Regions from separate parts of the Mus musculus genome. Here all the other regions are linked to region 1. Evidence: chromatin contacts called from public Hi-C data. All regions are on one chromosome and are shown on one strand. The core of a region is the stretch at or near the end of the contact, and the rest is flanking DNA. Distances in the headings are between cores, read along the strand shown. Region 1 overlaps Vti1a (vesicle transport through interaction with t-SNAREs 1A). Region 2 has its middle 5.6 kb from the start of Gm4470. Region 3 has its middle 31 kb from the start of Gm52391.

The links. A called contact is a pair of places that touch in the nucleus more often than the background predicts.
Region 2: a contact with region 1 is called in a Hi-C map of the N1E-115 cell line, with 6 times the contacts expected there. The contact joins two enhancer-like sites. A contact is called at or near these places in 1 of 15 datasets of contacts at CTCF or cohesin (pro-B cells), 2 of 484 Hi-C or Micro-C datasets (the N1E-115 cell line and bone marrow-derived macrophages) and 2 of 115 datasets of contacts at active chromatin or transcription factors (astrocytes and embryonic basal ganglia).
Region 3: a Hi-C map of the N1E-115 cell line shows a contact between it and region 1, with 5 times the contacts expected there. The contact joins two enhancer-like sites. A contact is called at or near these places in 2 of 484 Hi-C or Micro-C datasets (the N1E-115 cell line and bone marrow-derived macrophages).

Annotation. Positions count from the first base shown.
Region 1 is chr19:55,339,579-55,344,372 of GRCm38.p6, reverse strand. All of the region lies in intron 3 of Vti1a (vesicle transport through interaction with t-SNAREs 1A), which reads right to left. Among named protein-coding and RNA genes, the nearest start is that of Vti1a, 26 kb to the right of the region's middle. Within about 2 kb of position 2,807, at least 16 of the 459 cell types and tissues checked have an H3K27ac peak or open chromatin away from gene starts, as enhancers often do. A contact at or near this core is called in the N1E-115 cell line, where this site is marked.
Region 2 is chr19:56,069,947-56,074,740 of GRCm38.p6, reverse strand. No RefSeq gene overlaps it. Among named protein-coding and RNA genes, the nearest start is that of Gm4470, 5.6 kb to the left of the region's middle. Within about 2 kb of position 2,815, at least 4 of the 459 cell types and tissues checked have an H3K27ac peak or open chromatin away from gene starts, as enhancers often do. A contact at or near this core is called in the N1E-115 cell line, where this site is marked.
Region 3 is chr19:55,967,146-55,971,939 of GRCm38.p6, reverse strand. No RefSeq gene overlaps it. Among named protein-coding and RNA genes, the nearest start is that of Gm52391, 31 kb to the right of the region's middle. Within about 2 kb of position 1,924, at least 40 of the 459 cell types and tissues checked have an H3K27ac peak or open chromatin away from gene starts, as enhancers often do. A contact at or near this core is called in the N1E-115 cell line, where this site is marked.

The DNA of each region.
Region 1 (4,794 bases), core at 1,558-4,057:
GGTGGGGAATGGAATATGGAGTGTAAAAAATAAATTAATCTAAAAATAAAAGAAATAATTAAACTTGGAAATGAAGTTTAAAGATACCTGCAATGCAAAACTCACATCGTCTTCTGCACAGAAAGGTTAAACTGAGAGCTGTTATGCTGTCGGTGCTGTCTACAAGAGTGTACAAATAATACCCAAAGTTGTCACCTGTACACTTATACCAAGGAGCTTAGGAAACTGTCCGTACAGTTTAAGACTCTAAGTGGCCCCTTTTATCAGATAGGAATATAGCATGTTTAACTTATTGGTTTGGTCTTAATATAAAACTTTGAAAATTATATGTCACTGTAAGTATTAATACAGTTGACAAGGACCTCAGAAAATGTCAAAAAGTCATTGACATGGCTGTATTTCTCAGCTCTTCTCTGGCAATGAACATGTCACGTTATTTCCTACCTGTGACTTTTCTAAGAACTTAGATTCAGTGGAGCATTACAGAAACTTCATTCTTTTTAAAGTGCTTCTTAGATTTCTTAATTGTATTATTTATGTTGTAAATATTTTGCCTGCACGTATGTGTGAAAATGCTTAGTACCTACATAGGTCAGAAGAGGGCACTGGATCCCTTGGAACTGAAGCTGTGGGTGGCTGTGAACCACCACATGGGTATTAGGAATCGAACCTGTGTCCTCTCCAAGAGTAACAGGTGCTCTCAACTCCTGAATCATCTTTCCAGCTCCGACCGTCATATTATTTCCCTGGTCTGAAAAACTTAAAAGCAATCAGTAGGGAGGAAACACCCATTGTAACACAATGTCTTGTTTTGTTCCACTACTGTTTAATAGAAATCGTGTTCAAAGGGCAACTCAAGCTAGATATGATCTCCTGACTGGAAATCTTAGCCGTCCCCTTGTTTGTACCTGTCACTGGCTGGCTGGTTAATCACGGGCTGCACCACCCACACTGCACCACTGGTTATTCATTGCTTACTAAGTGACGGTAAGACACAGAGCAGGAGGCGCAGTCTTGTTGTGAAGACCCCAAAACTGTTCGGAGTAATAAGACATAAGTGAGTGAAAGGTAGACCCATCTAGGCTGGCACAGGAACGGCCTGTGAGTTAGCACAGGTTACAGATATAAGAATCAAGGTGAATGAAGACCTAAGAAAATCTATCATGACAGGAAAGAGAATTAGAAACGACTCCACAAAGGAGGTGAATAATGGTCTAGGGATTGTGAAAATGGAGACATATCAATATGAGATTAATAGATTAAGTTGAGCCAAAGGTTCCAAAGCATACTAATTATCTAAACGAATGCAGAGCAGTGCCAAAGCTACAGGAAAACTACCAGCAACCTTGAAAGACCAAGCACTCCACTGTCGGCACTGTTAGGCATGGAGCTCGCTGCCCTTACAGAGCATGGAGATTGGCCCTGCATCTGAGCTGAAGACACAGAGGGACAGTGAAGTGCCCAGCAGCACTCAGCTGATTCACAGCCAGAACGCCAGTGTCCGTCCACAGTGTCACACTGCCTCTCGTGGCTCACGGCTTGTATGAAATAAACACAGGCTGGTTAAGGGTTATCTTTCAACTCTATAGCCTGGCTCTAAGAGAGTCATAGATAGATGCTACAGAGAGGGAGGACTTCATACTTTAAAGCCCACTAAGAAACATCCGGAATATCCACGGTCCTTCTTCTGCTGGTCACAACTGCAGGCAAAGGTTGCCTGCTGGCAGAGACTTGGGTATTGGTAAACACTGCACACGGCACAGCACAGCACCGCCCTCCAGAAAGAACGGTCGACTCAAAGTCTCAACAGGCCTGAGGTTGAGGAGCTAAACTCAAGAGAATGTCTATTACTACAGGTGAGAGAGAGAGAGAGAGAGAGAGAGAGAGAGATCAATCGATCATGCCTCTTTCTGCCCTGAAAGAGAACCATCCTAGACCTACCAAAGCATTAGGCACCCAGGCAGGAATGCATTCAATATCCAGTTTACAGGACAGAGTACAAGCCAACAGCTGAGCTAGCCTTCCCCACCAGGTAGGTCTGACTGTCCATCTGCACGTGACAGTGGTGCTGAGGGAGACTGAGTCTTTATACCTTTTTTTTTTTTTTTGAGAACTGATAAAATTCTTTAGGCAAATTTGTACCTAATGACAACACCCATCCATACTTGGAGAAAATTCTTAAAGCTGCATGGATCCCATGAGGCCCAGGAAACATGAGCTAGAGCAAGAGCAGGCAGGCTGCCAAACATACACCGACACACCGGCACCCCAGGCTGGGGTTATGGCATGCTCACTCTATGAACGCTATCCTCTTCTCTAAGGCCCCTGCACAGAGTCCTACTGTGTTCCTCAATTCTCCCACCTATGATTGGCACCTCTTGCCACTTGCCTGTAACAGTTGCCGGGCCCCATTCATGACAGAACTGGAAAAGACAAAATGTCTTGATTTGCTGGCTGGGTAAGGAGGATGCAGAAGGACGCTACACTTTAGTTCAGAATTTGAGATGTTACCTATGGAAAGAGGTTTTGCAGAGACAGTGTGAAAAGCAAATCCAGTTTCCAAAGACCCCATCCAGAGCACCAGGCAGCCAGCTTCTAGCAGCCTTGTGCTCAGGAAGATGCTCTGAGATGCAGGGCACACTTCTGACTATGCTATATTTATAAACTGCTCAGGGAGAAAAGTCAACTTTTAATGCAAAGAGAATATCCTTGGATGGATTTGGTCTTGGAAATTTCTCTATGAAAATGCCACACCACGGTGTATTTTAACATCAGTGTGAGCCACACTGCCATCTATGGCCACTTCCCACTTCACTTCAGTCAGAAAGCCCGGCTTTGCTTTCTGACAGTTTCTGAACACTGCCAGAAGACAGGAAACCCTTTCAGGTAGGAAATATACTAGCAATGATCCCCACACCCCCAAGTGTGTCTTTCTGACTTTCTACATACTTCTGTAGGATCTACCTCAGGGTATAACAAACAACTCAAAAGCGGTCAGTTTAAAGATAAAGAATTCTTGGAAATGATAAGACTTTCTAGAAAATATCTCTATGACAACAAAGTAAGGAAAACACTTAAATGAATATAGTATGTTTCCAAATTAGGAAAATTATTAATGTGTTATCAAACTAAAAACAGCATTTGTTTAAGACACATGATACTATTTCTTTCCAACCTGAGTATTGTGGACTAAATTCTACTCAGAAATAGTTTAAAATTTTTCAGTTTAAAATTTTAACTACTCTGTCAATGATTTCTCAACTTTCGTGGTAAGACACATTTGGGGACCCTTTCACAGGGGTCTCCTAAGACCAATGGAAAACACAGATATTTACATGACGATTCAATACAGTAATTACAGATATGAAATATCATCGAAAACCACTGCATGGAGAACTGTATTGAAGGGCTACAGTGTTGAAAAGATTGAGAATCTGATGATTTAAATTGCTATCCTAAGCTCTGGGTAGTGTAAAGTTAAAGATGTTCTGACCTGGCTACACAGAGGACTTTCAGTTGTTCCCTAAAGAAGAAGCAAGCAAGCATCCAGCAATTCTGCTGCTGGCTTGTAGGTAACGTTCCCCACGCCGGTGCACAGCATCATCATTTGGAACCAAGTGGATTTTCCCTTTCTTTCTATTCCAAATTCACTCGGCTTTCTGCCAAGAGAAAACAGACACAGGAGGCAAAGAGCAATTCTGTTAAGATCAATGAAGATGTTGGCCATAACGGAATCCCATTTATCCATCACATCCGTACTTCTGTTTCTCTGATTAGAGATTACTAGCAATTTCTTTACAATTCTTTTACAAAATTAAGTTACAATCCATCTTTCAAGACTTCACAGAGTAGAAAAAAAGTGTGTGCACTGTATGTGTTCTCATGCATGCACCTGTGTATAGTATACATTATTTGTCCTGAATCCAGAAATAGCACAAGCATATGTACATATACAGAGAGTCCTGTGTTTCCTTTAAGAAAATGTAAGCCTGGCCCGATGCATTTGAAATAGCAGCTTTTAAAATGCAGTGTTCACATGAAGACACTATAGTGCACTGACTCTGGGTTCCAGGTCAAAGCCACAGTCAGTACTAGCTAAGAACTCACAGCTTGCCTTTGTTTTATCCAAAGCTCAACTGAGAATTTAAAATATTCACTTTGCCACCTAGAGAGAAAAATTATATATGCATATCTTCTTTGTTTCCTCCAACTAAAGATTATCATAAAACCTAAATATACCATAAGGAAATTAATTTTAAGGAAATTTCATACAATGTAATTATAAGATAACAGGGTTTTTTTGTAATTAAAATTTTTATTTAAAATCATTTTAGGGTTTTAAAAGCAAAAAGAAATTAAAATTAAACTCAAATTCACACAGAAAAAAGAACTTCCCTGTTTTAGGTGCAAAGCTACCAAGTGACCCAGCACAAGCTTCTAATCCAAACGGGGCTGGGGCTTTGCCTAGCTCTCTGTCTTAGCTTCCTACATCAGCTACTCGGTTCCAAATTCACAAGTATAGAGAATCACTTGAGGAGCTGCCCTAAAAAAGCCATCACAACAATGTACAAATCACACCTACACCAATACAGTCACACGTGTGTGCGCAGAAGACCATCTGGTGTCAGGGATGTTTAAAGATACCCAGATCCCAACATGCAACAAAGGCAGGAGACCAACTTTGTATTTTGTGCCCAGAATATTTTAACCAGCTCCAAACTCTCATTGCCCCAGTGGGCCCTGCTAACCTTCCAACCTGTCCTGCAGTTTATCCTGGTCATTCAGCTGACTATG
Region 2 (4,794 bases), core at 1,566-4,065, 730 kb before region 1:
CATAATTACAGACCTGTGCCAACACTCCTGCCTACTGCTGATTTATAATCAGTTTGGTTCCAGAAAGATCTATGGTCAACACTAGCAATCACATGGTTTATGTCTTTGTTTTCACCTTTGGATTTATGTATCTGTAGGCGTTTTGAATTTAGAAGGCCTGGGTAGATCCTGAGGCATCCTTAACCTTATTATTCACATGTGTCCAAGCACTCGGTTGTGGGTGGGGTCACACCAGTTAGAGATCCTGACAACCAGGTGACTAGGGAGTTTTCACTCCTGTGCTTGTCCTAGGGCTGAGTCTGCCTATGGAAATATTTTGCTGGCTACAGATATGTCCTTTAACCTAGTTCTGGGAATTTCTGGATTCTTCCTTGCTCCCTTCATTCCTAGAAGCAGGAAAGACGTTGTCAGAGGAACCTTGAGTTATAAATCCCCGTGAGTCATGAAGAATGTTCAAGAGTCTTGCTACAGCCAGTTGAAGGTATTGTTCCATCAGGGGCTACAAGAAAGAGAAGGCCCTGAGACGGAAGCAAACTGGCCAAGAAGTGCTGTGAGATCATGTGCCAGCTTGCTGTCACCTGGCAGTGTGCTTCAGGAGTGCCTGAAGCTCAGCACAGGCAGTTTATTTGTTGGACAGGACTTAGTGCAGACCACCTTCCTTTACACAGTGAGGATGTGGATGCAGCCATGTCTCAACCATACAAGGCCTTACAGTTCCATTTTAAGCCTGTAAGATGAACTATACAAAGTTGACCATTAAGGACGGCTTTGCTGTGGTGGGCAATAACAAAGAACAATTTCTCACAACTGTACAAGTGAACCGAAGCCCTGGGGTGGCCTGCTACTCAGTTTTATCTGCTGGAGACTACTATCTATCTGCTCTGAAAGCTTTCCTCCTTCCTGGGCACGTCCACAAAGTCACAAGTCCAGACCAGCAGGCATAGGGGAACAAACTGCTCATGGGGTAATGAAGTCACGTCTCACAGCCTTATAGGATAATGGACCTTGAGGCAGTATCTTCCAGGGATCGTCAGGGCCTTCCTGTTCTAGTGGCACCAATGACCACACTGTCCCTAACTCCACTTGCGTTTAAAGGTGTGAGGTGACGAGTTCTCTAGATTCCTTCTTTTATTTCCTCATGTTTTTCCTAGGCAATCTTGGGAAGACTGCTGGGCCCTCCCTAGCACAGAAATGGTTCAGTTGAAGTCTAGTCACCAATTCAGACTTAGACACAGGGGTAGACCAGCTCCTCCATCCAGAGCCCTGGGCTCTGGGCTTGGCTGGGCCACTTACTCAGTGTCCTCTGAGGGACTCCCCAACAAATTTGGAAGAAAAATTAGTGGTAGTTTTCACACCAGCTCAAGAACAATGTCATAGTCTACTGGGTCACCATCCCATAGGTGTCCACTCAGGGTCCCTAAGCATACAAGTCGAATGGAACCACCAACTGAGTTTGGAGAAAACGGATGTTCAATGCCCCACCTCTCCCAAGTTTCTGTATGTTTGTGTATTCATGCATGCAAACGTATCTTCAGGCACACATATACATGGCCAGAGGATACCTCAAATGTCAGTCACCATTGGATTTGTTTTTTGAGTCAGAGTCTCGCACTGGCCTAAAGCTCACCAAACAGGCTAAGCTAGCTGGCTGGTGAGCCCAAGGATCTGCCTGTAATCTCCGGTGGTGTCGGGATTACAAACACAAGCCAACAAAACAGCTCTGGCTCTCTTTTCATGGATTCTGGAGATGAAGCTTGGGTTTTCCTGTTGGCAAGCCCAACGTTTTATAGATGACATCACTTCTCCCTCCTCTCTGCCTTATGTTTTCAAACACCAACTCCATAGATGAGATCTGGAGCCTAGAAGAAATGCAGGAGGCACCAGGATGCAGGGTGATTGGAAAAACAGGCTTGAGTTGGCAAAACCCTCAACTGCAACAGTTCAGAGGACACAAGGAAAGGGTGTTCTGTGATCATCTTTGCAGAGAGACAATCACACAGGCCTATGGGAACTCTCATATCTGAGAACACAGTATATGTATCACAGAAAATAGATAATTTAGTGTAAAACTTAAACATAGTGCAAGGCTCCTGGATAGCAGGTTCAGATTTTATGGTGACTTCCATCAGCCCCTTAGGAGCAGGTATTGCATGCTTAACATTTAACATACAGTGAATTATCAGAACTGAAAAACAAGGACTAGTTTCTCCTGCAATTGTAGACTAATGGGTTCCCGAAGACAGTCTGTGTCGGTTTAACCAGAGCACCATTGCACAATAGAGCTTCGAGAAATTAAATATATATATATATATATATATATATATATATATATATATATATCACAAGTTTTTCAGGCTAGAAAGGGGCAAATGATAAACAATTGATTTTTGTTTTAATAATACAGAACCCTGTATTATTAAATCCTTTCCTTTTGTCTTATAAGTCTTACAAAGTCTTCGTGTCTTCTGTTTATTTTACCTTAATAATTTTCTTGTTTTGATTGCATTACGTGAGAAATGAGAGCAGTTATCACCTGCCACTCAGGGGAAGCGACTCTCTTTATGGACCCGGCTGAGTCGGCCACATTCCTTTTCATTACCTGCCTCCATCTCTCAAAGCTGGTAAGAATGAAGTCTCAAGTTCTACCCAGAAGGAGCAGGGCACACAGGGTGTTGAGAGAAACTGCGTGGCCCACATGAGAGGTTTAGTTTCACTTTAACTTGCTTCTTTTTGAAAACATCTTCATGGGTGACCTGGGAAAAGGGGAGGCAAACTGAAAACAGATGGTACCAGGGAGCAGCTGGAGATTTAAATGTATTTGTGGCTGGTGGTAACCAACCTCAGCCTGAACACTGGGGAGGAGGCTCCTGATGCTTGGGAGACCTGGCTGAGAGCAGGTAGGGATCCGCACTCTTACTGGTCAGCCAGGTTTTCTTGGAAGTGAACCTACTCAAGAGGCAGAGTTAGAAGGATGGGCTTCACAGCCACACTACAGAAAAGACCCTGGAGGAGAAGGAGGACATCAATGAAGACGCCACCTCCTCTGCTCACAATTGCATGCCTGTTGTCGTCCTGAGTGCCAGGAAACAGACCCATTACCGAGCACACAGGAGACAAGCAGGGAGGTAACAAGATAGCCTGTGATTATCATGAAGCTACTCAGAGTTAATTGCATCTCCACCCCTCTTATGAAATTATGTCAGCCTATGAATGTAGAACCTTAGGAAGCCCATCCCCTCCACAAGACTTCCCTGCAAACAAAGGGCAGACACTGCACTCCTGCAGTATTTGAAACATGCTCACACATTCTTCAACAGGGTTCCCACAAAGAGAGAAAGCCCAATTCTCCCTCTCCAAGGTGGTTGCTTCCCGTGAATCAGACATTGAAGTGATGCTGTGTGGTCTCCAAGACTGGATCATAATGGGGGGAGCTTCCCCCTTGCCCTCCCTCCCCCTACTTAACAATCTGCTTTGGAGCTAGTCTGCTATGGTGGTGGGAGGAAACAGGAGCAAGTGGAGGCAGTGGGAGTGGCAACAGTCTTTATTGCTGCACAGCCTAAGGAAAGTTGGCCAGGGCTTCTGCTGCTGTCACCCGTCACAGTGTCCCAAATGCCCTGGGAGCATGCTGGCCTTGGCGTGCACACAGAAAGTATGTATCAGTAGAGGGAGGCACCTACTATACCACTCCTCTTGGAGGAAACCCCAGGATCTCTGGATTTCTGACATCTTCTTCCTCTGAGTCCCTTGGTGATTCAGAGGGTGGCACCTGGCACAAGGTGGGGTCGTTGTGACTCTTTAACAGACGTGCCATCCTGAGAGGGACCACAGGAGCATGAGATTACTCTAAGCCGAGCCCAGAAGGAAGGGGGCTGAGTGGGAACAGGAAGACCAAACGCAGGACTGACTTGAGGGGACCTACAGTCGCCTACGGAAAGCAAACCCAAGGCTGGGAGGACGAAGAGAAGCAGAGCAGCTCATTGTGTTAGTTTCATTGTGTCAGCTGTTTCTTTTTCTCAGAGCTGTGGTAAACTACTTGATGATACAACCCAAGGAAGGAAGGATTTAGTTTGGATCACGGCTTGCAGGTACAACCCACCGTGGCAGGGAGGCACCGCAGGAGGAAGGCGAGAGTGTGCATCCCATCGCGTCTATAATCAGAAGGCAAATGCGTGATTAGCTCATCATGGTCTGCTCACACTCGCCCCACACTCATGAATGACAAAAGGGAGCTTTCGTATTTCAAAATTTCAAAAAGATGTTACAGCTAGAGATCAAACCCACCCTCCTCTCCCTCTCCTCCTTTTCAAAAACCTCTCGAGTCTGCTCTGTGCTGCCTGTATACCCGTGGCTATAGGAGGAGGGATTGATAAATCCCTCCATACTGACTCTTCAGGAAATGAAGTTAGCTGGATCACCTATGCCGTAACAGTAACACGCACACCACACGTGACCTGAGAGTTTCTCGTTTTGATTTGACTTCCGGGAGTGCAGAACCAAGTTTGCAGCTTTTTAAATCACAAATACCATTGCATTTATATTCTGATTTTTAAAATTCCATTATTCTCCCTTCTACTTATTCTCACCATAGTTCACACTTGATAACACTAATTAATGTTTGCCCTAGTCTGTCTCTCTCTCTCTCTCTCTCTCTCTCTCTCTCTCTCTCTCTCTCACACACACACACACACACACACACACACACACACACACACACACACAAACACACAATTTGGGGCCCATCCTATGCCACAGCATGCGTCTATGTGTGGGTCAGAGAGCAGTGCACAGGAGTTA
Region 3 (4,794 bases), core at 675-3,174, 630 kb before region 1:
CAAACAACTTTTATTTGTTCGTTTCTTAAGACCCAATGAAGGACACGAGTCTGACTTCCCTCTAGCTCCCCCTTGTTAGTAAGCTTAAGAGACACTTGGCAGTGTGGACCCTAGGCTACAAAGACTACATTCAAGGCTTCCTGGGTATGCCTGTCCATAGACGAAAGGGTACCCCCAGTCTTCAAAACCCAAGTAATAGGTAAAAAGCCATTATACAACCCCTCCCCCATAAGGACCTGGCTTAGTATAGGTGCTACCCAGATTGACAGCACCATGGTGAGAGACCCGCAACTGACCTCTGCTCTCTCCTGACAGTTGTCTTAATCTGGAGCACAAGGCACAAGCTCAGATTGGAAATGACCAACATGCAAGGGCTTTCCCCCCCCCCTTTGGCTTCCTGAAGCCTTGCCAGTAGGAATAGTCAGCAGCCAGCTCTCATTATTTCTCTGTCAGAGAAACACAATTCTCCCTGGTCTGGAGGAGGAGCTGACAGGAGCCACCTAGGTGGGCAGTAGCTCAAACGAATTAGGGAGGAGAACAGACTCCCTACTCCTCTGAAGAAGCAACACACAAGAGGAAGAATGGATTGAGAGTTCCTATGAGTCAGCCTCTGTGTGTCCCCAACTCTAGCAGTTGACACTGGTTGTCAACTTGAGAGCTCTAGCATCAAGTGGAAGACAAGCCTGTGGGCATATATCTGTGAGGGCGTCTCTAGCTTGAGTTAATTAAAGCGGGAAGACTCACCCTAAAACATGGGTGGCATCATTCTGTGAGGAAGGGTCTGAGCACCAGGCATGAGATGTCTCAGCTTCCTCACTAGGGCTGCAGTGAGACCAGCTACCTCAGGGTCCTGCTGCTGAGGCTCCCCCGCCACGCTGGACTGTACCCTCAAACTGTGAGGTTGAAGTAAAGTCTTCCTTCTTTGAGTCAAGGTTTTTCATTATCACAGCAAGGAGAAAGGAAAGGAATAGCTGACCTTTAAGTTCATCCTGGAAGAAATGGCCCACCCTAAGCATTGAGGGATGACCCTGTTGGACCATCGTGGAGCACCGGCAGTCCTCCCTCCTTGGGTCCTCCACTGACCACCACTTGTGCCTTTGTTTCTGAGAATCCTGGTGTTTTCTCTACATCTATGCCGGTGACCATCCTGGAAAAAGAACTCCAAGATAAAAGAGCTTTTATTCTCCTTCTTAATGACCCCATCTCCCAGGCCAGTGTCTCAGCGGAATAGTTACTGGCCAAGAATTTAGAGCTCTAGACCAGTTGACCTCAGCTTCCAAAGCTTTACAATTTCCCTAAGCCATCCAAGGCTGTGTTGGGTTTTAAAGAGAATAGAAAGTTTCAGGTGAGCTGGTGTGATTTTTGTAATTTCATAAAGACATTTGACATCAGAAGCTTCGAGGGCTCCCAACGTCTGGGTCTCTGTGGCCTGACCCAGCATGAGGCGAGTTGCCAAGAGAAGAGACGCTTTTGCTCTGCGGCCCTCTGCAGATAATTAGCAGCACTAAGACGCAAACAAATGCCTGCCTACTGCTCATCTGGCTCTCACGGAGGCCTGGGACACAGGGGCTTTTTCTTCCTCAACCAAGGCACGTGGAGGTGACTGGGGAGAGGCTCCGGAAGATGAAAACGGAGTCTCATGAAGCAACACCGCGACACACTCTGTGAACTCCTTCTGATTTGCAAATGAAATTTCTCCCACAGACAATGCAGGCAGCACCAGAGGCCCAGCTGAAGACACAGCTCATGAAACTCTCCAAGTCAGAGCTGAGGGAGAAAGACATTCCAGCCACTGAAGGCAGTGCTGGAAATAATGAACCACATTAACTAAGAAATCACAACAGCCATCTCTATTAGACAGCTGCGCAGGTCAAAAGGAACCAGACAAGAGAGGAAGCTCGGGATAATTGCAGCACAATTAATACAGGGTGAGTCACTGCCCTGGTGGAAGCGGGCTCCTGCTTCTGCTCTTGCTGCAAGGGAGAGAGCCTCTGACCAGCTCCTTCCTCTGTCCACCGCAATCGCTTTCCTTGCCATCTGTGGACCCTAAAGAAGTGTCCTCAGGAAACAAGCCAGTAAAATGACCAACACACACACTGGCTCACATACACACACACACTCTCACACAATCACACAAACACTCACACACACTCTCACACACACATAGATAGACACTAACTCACACATACACATTCACACACACTCTCACACAAACACACACACATACTCACACACTCACACACATACACACTAACTTACACACATACATTCACACACACTAACACACATGCTCACACACTAACAAATTCACATGCTCACACAATTCACATACACTCTCATACACTCACACATGCACTCACACACTCTCACACACATTCACACACACATACTAACACATGTTCACACATACTGTCACACATTCACACTCAGACACACATTCACACATATATACACACTTAAAAACATACACACACACATTCACACATATATACACACTTAAAAACATACACACACAAATTCACACATCCAGTCACACACACTTTCACTCTCTCTCTCTCTCTCTCTCTCTCTCTCTCTCTCTCACACACACACACACACACACACACACACACACACACACATGTTCACGAGGGCACTGCCTATAAACCTGGTAATGAATTTTAAAGACTCCACTCTAGCTCCCAGACTCACTGGGGCCTCTGCTGGTGCCAGTAACTCACAAAAACAGCCAGGTATCAAGAACAGACAAGAAAGAAAAGAGACAGTCACCTGAAAATAATGTATTAGTCACCTGGGGTGCTAGGTGCTGGGTGCTGAGTGCTGGGTACTGAGTGCTGGGTGCTCAGTGCTAGGTGCTGGGTAATAGGTTCTGGAGCTTGCTTTTCTCCCAGAATCCTATGGGCTAAGAATAGCTGGCTTCATTCCACAGAGGTAGAAACTGAGTCTCAGAGACGTAGAAAGAATAAGCCAGGAAGCAAACACAAAGCAGCAGAGGTAGACGTTGAGGAGTGCATGAGAAGAGAAAGAACAAAGCTGTGGACCCCACACTCTTCTCCATAGCCCGTGTCCCCTTTTTACTTAGAATCCTGATGAGGCAGAGCTCAGTGAACCATCTGAAAATCCCACGAGTGTTCTCAAACCCTCACGGGAGTCTTATGTGTGGCTGAGCTCAGCTCTCCTGGCACACAGCACCAAACCAAACTGGAGGAAGCAAGCGGGTGCTCAGACTCTGGGACTCTCCGGCCAGCAAGTGATAGGCATACACTTGTGGGGGGACTCTGAATTGACTCTGAACAGAGAGGGGGCCACAAGTTATACTCTGGAAATGGCCCTGAACAACATTTTAATAATCACTGGAGTATATGGGGTGCAGCTCTCTAGTACATCACCTGCCTCCCATGCACAAGGCCACGGGTGGGTTCCATCTCCACCTCCTCCCTCCTCTCCCAGCAGGGCCCTTGGAGGTCTGTGTCACTCCTGGTATACAGGATAGGCCAAAACAGGCCAGTCGAGTGGCCCAATAACAACTTCTCTCTCGCCTCATTGGCTTCATGAGAAAACAAATTCATTGAATTGGGGTGACAATCAGTGGTAGACACAGCTAGGTCACAAAAGTCATTTGTTAGCTGAGCATCCTGGTGCACCTTTGTCATCCCAGCACTTGGGAGGTAGAAGCAAGAGACTCACAAGTTCAAGGTCAGCTTGGGCTACACCGGGGCTTGTAGACCACCTTTAGCTCTATAGTGATACCTTGTTTCAGAAAAACTCTAAGGGCTGAGTGGGTAAGATGGCTCTGGGGATAAAGGTTCCTGTTGGAAACACATGATGGTCCAGTTGAATCCCTGGAACCCACTAAAGGTGAGCAGAGGGTTCCAACTTCTCAAAGTTGTCCTCTGACCTCCACATGTGTGTCATGGTGGGTGGCAGACACAGGGCAGGGTGGGGAGCAGAGTCAGAGAGGCAAGACAAAGACAGAGACAGAGACAGAGACAGAGGCAGAGGCAGAGGCAGAGGCAGAGGCAGAGAGACAGAGAGATGAAGACACAGAACACACTGAAAGAGACAGAGAGAGCATAATAAGAACTTTTAAAACTTTTACCAAAAGGGGAAAAACAGACCATTGTTAATTTTTCAGAGATTTTTTTTCCCCCACTTAGTACCTGCAGTGGACAGCAGCTTACGCTATAGCAACTGGCAAGCGCTGAAAAATCAAAGCATGTTTTCCCTCTTTCAGAGAACTAGGTTACAGGTAGCAGAGGAGAGAAGGGCTTTTCAAACCAGCCTAATAAGGACGGAAACTTAGCTGTTGCTATAGCAAGGCAGTCCAAGGGCAGAGGAACTTATGAAGGCAGCTTCGTTCGAAAGCTTAGAAGACAGTTAAATATACGTCTCTCCATCTTTCTTCTCTGCCTTCCTCAGTCATAGTCTGTATCTGCAGGCAGACGCCTGCCTCTACAAAGGGAAGGTAACTGCTACAGTTTGAATATCTTTCATCCCTACCAAAATTCCCATTGGCGTCTGGTACCAGTGCAGCGGTGAATGGTGGATAAGCCGTGGGGCTACATCCTCCTTAACGCACGAATGCTTTCCAGGGTGACTTCTCACTCTTGCTGAACTGGTGCAGGTTATTGCAAAGCAAGCCTAGCTCTTGGGTTTGCTTCTCTCTGCATTCCTGCAGAAAGCTCTTCCCAGAAACCAGCCAGATACCAGCTCCATGCTCTTGGGCCTCCCAGACTCCCTAACTATGAGCCAAACATCTTTCCTTTAGGAATTACCCAACATCAGGTGTTCTGT